Linked DNA regions of Mus musculus: region 1 is linked to region 2. Evidence: chromatin contacts called from public targeted proximity ligation data. All regions are on one chromosome and are shown on one strand. The core of a region is the stretch at or near the end of the contact, and the rest is flanking DNA. Distances in the headings are between cores, read along the strand shown. Region 1 has its middle 4.0 kb from the start of Gm41806. Region 2 holds the start of Taf6l (TATA-box binding protein associated factor 6 like).

Evidence for each region.
Region 1: a targeted proximity ligation map of pancreatic cancer cells shows a contact between it and region 2. A contact is called at or near these places in 5 of 39 promoter capture datasets (the 3T3-L1 cell line, frontonasal cranial neural crest, hippocampal neurons and 1 more) and 2 of 130 datasets of targeted methods (bone marrow-derived dendritic cells and pancreatic cancer cells).

The regions. Positions count from the first base shown.
Region 1 is chr19:9,964,996-9,968,481 of GRCm38.p6, reverse strand. No RefSeq gene overlaps it. Among named protein-coding and RNA genes, the nearest start is that of Gm41806, 4.0 kb to the left of the region's middle.
Region 2 is chr19:8,784,874-8,788,637 of GRCm38.p6, reverse strand. Taf6l (TATA-box binding protein associated factor 6 like) reads left to right here and starts at 2,322. Exons shown (of 12, transcript NM_146092.2): 1 at 2,322-2,428; 2 at 3,460-3,516. The coding sequence starts at 3,509.

The DNA.
Region 1 (3,486 bases), core at 937-3,436, 1.2 Mb before region 2:
TGTTCCCATCTGGCAAGGATCAGCCTCAGCTTGGAGAGGGGTTCCTGAGGAAGGGGTGTTTGGGAGCAGTAAAAGAAGGTCTCGAAGACAATTGTGGGGTGCAAGCTGACAGCTCTGTGTTCTGCTTCTGTTCTCTAGATAGCTTAGCTGATGAAAACTCAGTCTTTTATTTGCATATCAGTTCAATCATCCACCCAGGTTCCCTTCGGTTTATTCCATGAATCAGCATTTTATAACCTTAGCCCATTGATCTTTAGAAAAGGCAACAAGTACATTAAAAAAAAACAAAAACGGGCTGGTGAGATGGCTCAGTGGGTAAGAGCACCCGACTGCTCTTCCGAAGGTCAGGAGTTCAAATCCCAGCAACCACATGGTGGCTCACAACCATCCGTAACGAGATCTGACTCCCTCTTCTGGAGTGTCTGAGGACAGCTACAGTGTACTTTAAATAAATAAATAAATAAATCTTTAAAAAAAAAAAACAAAAAAACAAAAAAACAAAAAAAAAACAAAAACAAAAACAAAAAAACATGGCAACTCCTGGGCCTAAACTTGTTTTATCCCAGGCTGACCTTGGCCTCAGGAATCTGCCTGCCTCTGTATCTTTCTGACAAGCTGGCTTATAAGTGCACCTGCCTTTATTCTTTTAGGTTTGTGAAGCCCCTCATAGAATTCATATTTTGCATAGTTGAGAAATTATATATTTTTTTAACTTATACTTTTAGAGTTCTTTCCCACAGCCTTAAGAGCTGTCTTGAAGGTCACAGCAGTTACCATTTTTGCTGAGGAACACACACACCCTCAGGTCCCAGACTCGCACTATTTCTAATTATCACGGAGTCATTAACCTTGGGAGGGAAAGTATTTCCAGAAGAAAGAACATGAAGTGAAATATATACATTATTATTTAAACAAGCCTTAAGCCCAGCAACCTTCAGCACTTGTGGAGGCCCACTTCCTACTGGCTCTGCTCCGGGGGGTGGGAAACCATATTATACCACCATCTCTCCCAAGGTCATGCAGGACTCAGAACCCAGCCTTTAAAAATGTATAATCTCCTTTTGGGACACAGTTCAGATCCTGAACTGGCCACCTCCCTGAGTGCTCAGAAAATTTTAAGATTCCGTATCTGAAATGAGTTTTCTTGGCTTCCACCCTGAACCGAACAACCTGAGCCAGTTGTTTTTTGTTATATTCCTGCAAAGCCTGCCAGGGTGTTTTTCATGCTTCTAAAAGCCTGAACAAGGGGGACAGTTTCCCAATCTTTTGTTTCCTGAGCAAGGCAAGGCTGGGTCGGGGGGGCTGCAGAGGGAAGGAGAGAGAAAAAAGGGGAGGCAAGAAAGATGGATCCAGGTAAATGGTGTGGTTCATCGGTCACTTGGCAGCACACATGGTGCTGCATACTGCATTATACTTAGGTCTCTGAAGGATCGTTCATCTGACAGTGGGCCTGCTTTCCTATTACCTGGTGATCACTTACTTATTACACATGTGTGGTGATGCCCCTGAAACAGAGGTACTGCACTGACATTTATCTGAAAGTACAACCCATGCAATTATTCACAGTGTGTTATACTTGGTAAGAAATTTCTCTGTTCCTAGTTTAGCTTATTTCCTGTAGCAGCTTTCATACCATTCTTTTAGCCTGTTCTTTGTACTTGAGAAACAAAAATGGAAAACCAAGTTCACAGTAAAAAAAAAAAAAAAAAAAAAAAAAACAACCCACCAGGCTCTGCAGCCAGCAGCCTCACCCACTTCATGTTTACTGGATCTCTTAATAGCATGAAGGAGAAGGACTGAAAAGGAATGATTTAACAAGGTAGTCATTCAGTATATGTCTGCTAGTGAACTGTGCTGTGCCATCTGGGAACAATGACAAGCAAGCCTCCAGTTGCCTTCGGGATCTCCCAGCCCCATCTAACACACATTCTTTGCAAATGGTTTAATAACCACCTTGCCTGACACACCTGCTTGGTGCCAGTGTTGCTGTGGATCCAGGCTGTGGATCTCCCTGGTGTAACCTCTGAGCCAGAAAACAGCAATTAGCCACCACAAATGGAGTCTGATAAAGCACCATCCAGAAGTGGTTAGGGCAAATTCCAAACACGCAGGACATCTATAACCAGCTGGGGCCAGGTCATTAGGGAGTCTGTTAAGATGCCCTGCCCTGCTCTGCCCTGCCCTGCCCTGTCCTGCCTTGCCCCAGATGCCCCACTTCCCCATGCTGCCAGCTCCACAGCTGACCTCACTCTTCTGACAGTTGCTACCCAGCAACTCTCCCAGCAGCTACCACTGAGTCCAGGCACAGATGTCTGACAGGTGGCAGAGCAGGCACATGAGGTCTCATTCCTGGGCATCCTTTTTTCAGGTCTCATGAGTCCCTTAAGTTATCCACATCAGTCCCTGCTGTGTCCCACAGGTCCAGTGTGGCTATACCTCTGTCACTTTCTTTAAGTCTTTCTATCTTAAAACCGTACATTGTTTCATTTTTTTTTTTTTTTTAATTCTGGCTGAGCATGCTTGTGCATGCCTTTAATCCCAGCACTTGGGAGGCAGAGGTAGATGGATCTCTGAGTTTGAAGCCAGCCTGGTCTACAGAGTTAGTTCCAGGACAGTTAGGGCTGTTGAAACTCTGTCTCAAGAAACAAACAAACAAAAGCTGTGGAGATGTATGCATGTGGTGGTGGTGGTGGTGGTGGTGGTAGGATACAACTCTGAGCATGTGAGACAGGGTCTCTCTCTGAACCTAAAGCTCACAGTTTCACCTAGGCAGGCCAGGCAATGAGCTCCTAGGATCTGCCTATCTCTGTCCTGCAAATGCTGGGGTTACAGGAATACAGGGCCATTCTCAGCTTTTACACTAGTGTTGGAGTTCATACTCAGGGTCTTATGCTAGCACGGCAAGTGCTCCTTCCCACCAAGTCATCTTCCCAGTCCCCCCAACTGTTCCTTTCTATCCATCAAAGGTTTGCCCTTTCTTCAGACTCTGGTTTCCATGGGCAGCTGCCAGCTCTGGGGCAGGCAGATCTCTTGCTCTCCATTCTCCTGCTAACATCCCTACCTTCACCCTTTGCTAAGTGACAGTGGATACTTGAGTTTTTGCATTGTCATCCCTCCAATGCACAGGGACACAGAAGACACAGAGGAGAAGAGAGTGTAAGGGCTCGACTCCCCTCCCCTTATTTTCTAAGTAAGGTGGTTTTCTAGTATCCACAACAGTCAACTGTCATTACTATAATGAAGGATGCAAGGCAATTAACTTATAAAGAGAAAAAGGCTTTGTTGTTGATAGGACCATTCCATTCCATTCCATTTAAAGCGGCATTTAAAGACCACCAAGGAGCACTGGATGCATATATGTTATTTGTGTTACTCAAAAACTCTAGGTCTTTTTAGAGGGTGTAAGTAAGGCTTTTAAAATTTATTTATTTATTTGGGTGCTAAGGAGATGACTCAATGTGTCAAATGATGGCCACACAAGTGTGG
Region 2 (3,764 bases), core at 1,073-3,572:
TAGCTCAGTCCTAGAGGATTTTCTTTTCCAAGAGGCAGCAGCAGCAGTATCAAAACCTCAAAGAAAGGGATGTGTATGGCCATGTTCTCATGCAGGAAGCTCCTTTCCGGAGTTAAAATAAAAAATAAGGGCTGGATAGCTCACTGGTTAAGAGCTCTTGTGCTCTTTCACAGGACCTAAGTTCAATTACCCTCATAACTACCTGTTGTTACTCCATCTCCAGGGGATCCAGCTAGTCTGGCTTCCTTGAGTAGAGTCTGCTCATGTGCACACATACATACCTACAAATAAAAAATAATAGCAAATAAATCTTGGAGCTGGAGAGATGGCTCAGGAGTTAAGAGTACTTGCTCTTCCAGAGCACCAGCCTCAGGGGATATGATGCCCTCTTTTGACTTCCTTGGGCACCAGGCACATGTATAGTGCACAGATATACATGCATCAAAACATACATATAAAATAAATCCTTAAAAAATTTAAATTACGTGGTGGTGCGCGCCTTTAATCCCAGCACTGGGAAGGCAGAGGCAGACGGATTTCTGAGTTCGAGGCCAGCCTGGTCTACAAAGTGAGTTCCAGGACAGCCAGGGCTACACAGAGAAACCCTGTCTCGAAAAAAAACAAAAACAAAATAATAATAAAATTAAAAATAATAAATTAAATAATTAAAATTATTCTTTAAGGGGTAGAGAGATGGCTCAGAGATTAAGAGCACTTACTGATCTTTCAAAAGATCAGGGTTTAATTCCCAGCACCCACATGGCAGCTCACAATTGTCTGTAGCTCCTGTTCAGGGAATTTGACACCCTCACACATACATACAGTCAAAACAGCAGTGTAGTGGCTATTCCTGGTTGTCAGCTTGACTATATCTGGAATGAACTACAATCCAGAATTGGAAGGCTCACCTGTGATCCCGATCTTGAGGCTGGGAGATACAAGTTTCTGACCTGGCTCTTGGCATGGAGATCTTGAGGCATAGTGGCTATGAATCCCAGGAGACTAAGGCAAGGAGATTTCTGAGTGCAAGGTCATCTGAGACAAATCAAGTCCCAGATCCAGACTTGCTGGCACACCTGGGCCACACCTTCTGCTGGAGACCTACAATCAGGACATTGGAAAAAGGAAAATTCTCTCTTCTTCTGCTTGCCTCGTGGGATTAAGCAACTGCTAGATTCTTGGACTTCCATTCACAGCTCCTGCTGACCGTTGTTGGAGAGTTGGACAACAGACTGTGTACATCATCAACAAATTCCCTTACTATATAGAGACTACCCATTCGTTCTGTGACTCCAGATAACCTTGCCTTATACAACCAGTGTGTTTAAAAATAAAAAATAAATAGAGGATATAGCTCAGTGGCAGAACATTTGTCTATCAAATGCAAAGCTGTAGGTTGGATCACCTAAACCACAGTAAATAAATTTTACTTTCTTAGGGTTTCCTATATCCAAGGTTAGCCTTAATCTTGATATTTAGTCAAGGATAATACTGAACTTCTTATCCTCCCACTTTCAGCCCCCAAGTGCTGGCTAGTTCATGTCCTGCAAGTACTAGACAAGCATGTTACCAAGTGAACGGTATCCAGCTTTATGCAGGACTGGTGAAGTGGTGAAGACAAGTAAAAGAGCTTGTTGCTTAAGCCCAACAACCTGAGTTCCACTGTTGGTGCCTACAGGAGCATCAACTCCTCAAAGTTGCCCTCTCCCCCCCCCCACCCCCCGTATTTTTTGTGGGATTAAAGGCATGCTCCACCACTACCTGGCCCTCAAAAGTTGTTCTCTTATTTGCAAGTACAAGCACACATACAGAATTAAACTTTTTTTTTAAAAAAGATTTATTTATTTATTATATATAAGTACACTGTAGCTGTCCTCAGACATTCCAGAAGAGAGAGTCAGATCTCATTACGGATGGTTATGAGCCGCCATTTGGTTGCTGGGATTTGAACTCTTGACCTTCAGAAGAGCAGTGGGGTGCTCTTGCCCACTGAGCCATCTCACCAGCTCAAATTTTTTTTTTAAGATCAGAAACTAGAAAGCGGTATGGTAGCACACACCTTTGATCCCAGCATCCTGGAAGCAAAGGAAGGCCTATTAGTTCAAGACCAGCTTGTTTTATGCGGTGAACTCTAATTCAGTGTAAGCCAGGGAACACACACCTGTTAGCTAACCCAAAGGAGCTGTTGCTTTAAGAAGCGCCACTCACGTGACCAACGTCGCCCTAGTGGCTTTACCCGCACATACACACTGGCCAATCTTGAGGTGGTATGCCTCTTTGGTGGGCGGAAAACTCAGTAGACGGCCACCGATTGGCTCCGCATATGGAGGGCGGAGCCTGGGCGCGGAGAGAGGGAATTACCGTGAGCCGGTGAGTGGAAGCAGCCGTCCCTCCCCAGCAGGCGCCCTCCCAACCCCGGAGTCTGCAGGTGAGCAGGTCCTGCCCCGATCCAGGGATCGCTTCCCGCGGTGCTCTGCTCACCAGCCACGGAGCCCGCAGGACCCCGCCCCCTTCACCGAGCACGTGACACAAGTTCTGTAATCCCTGATCTCCCCACTCGACCCTGCACCCTTTGGAGCTGGGAGGGAGGAAGGTGGGTGGGAGGATTCACAACGTAGAAGTCCTTGGAGATCGGTTCCCACGCCTCCTGGTCAGGAGGACTTGGAACTGAGGGTGGGCAGGACGAGACTAAAGAGTGGGAGACCTTGGTCACAGACCGAATTTTGTGAGCTATCAAGACAGGGCTACATAATAGAGAAACTCCCTTCTAGCTTTCCACTTGCGCAGCACTGCATGGTTCCATTTTACAGATGGGGAAACTGAAGCGTACTCATCCAGTGCTGAGTCTAGTGATGGGACTTCAAATCTTTGGGCTACAAAGCCAGGCCTAGTTCAAACACAAGCCTACAGCTCATGAATATATTATCTTGAGTCGAATTACAACAGTGTTTGAGACCCAGCAGTCTAATCACCCGGTGCTTAGTGTTTGGTCTTGGACAGTTCAGGTAATCTCTCTGAGCTAAGACTTCCTCAGCTTTGTGAAATGGACAAATGTGTACAATTATATATCTCATACAATATTACTAACTGGGGGGGCCATGGGCATTTATGTGTTTAGAAAATAGCTGTGCTGGAAAGATGGCTGAGCAGTTGGCTAGTCTCCTTGGAGGACCCAGATTCAATTCTCAGTACCCACATAGCAGGTCACACCTGTCTGTAACTCCAGTTCCAAGGGACCTGGCACCCTCACACAGACATATACATGCAGGCAAAACACCAATGCACATAAAAGTGAATAAATCAGAAGTATTGACCCATGTCCTTAATAACAGCACCGGGATGGGTTGGTGGGCAGAGGCAGAAAGATCTCTGTGAATTGGAGGTCAGCAGGGTCTAGAGAGTGAGTTCTAGGACTGAATAGACAACATTGTCTGGAACAGCTATCCTTTTTTTTTTCAGCAAGTGTTAATGAGGGTATAGTATGTGCTGACCCTGCTGGAGGCCTGGGATGCAAAGGTGAGCGTACTGACCTGGTCTATTGTGCAACTTACAGTTACTGGGGAGCTGCATGCTGATGCCCAGCATCCCTGTACAGAGTGGAGTTGATGGTAACGAGCTGTGTTGGGTACTTACAGACTGTTCGAAGCTAAGGTGTCACATGTGTTAGGAAAACTCTGGTGCTGAGCTGCAGCTCCAGACTTTTTCTTTCTTTCAGGACAGGGTTTGTCTGTGTAGCCCAGGCTGTCCTGGAACTCACCCTGTAG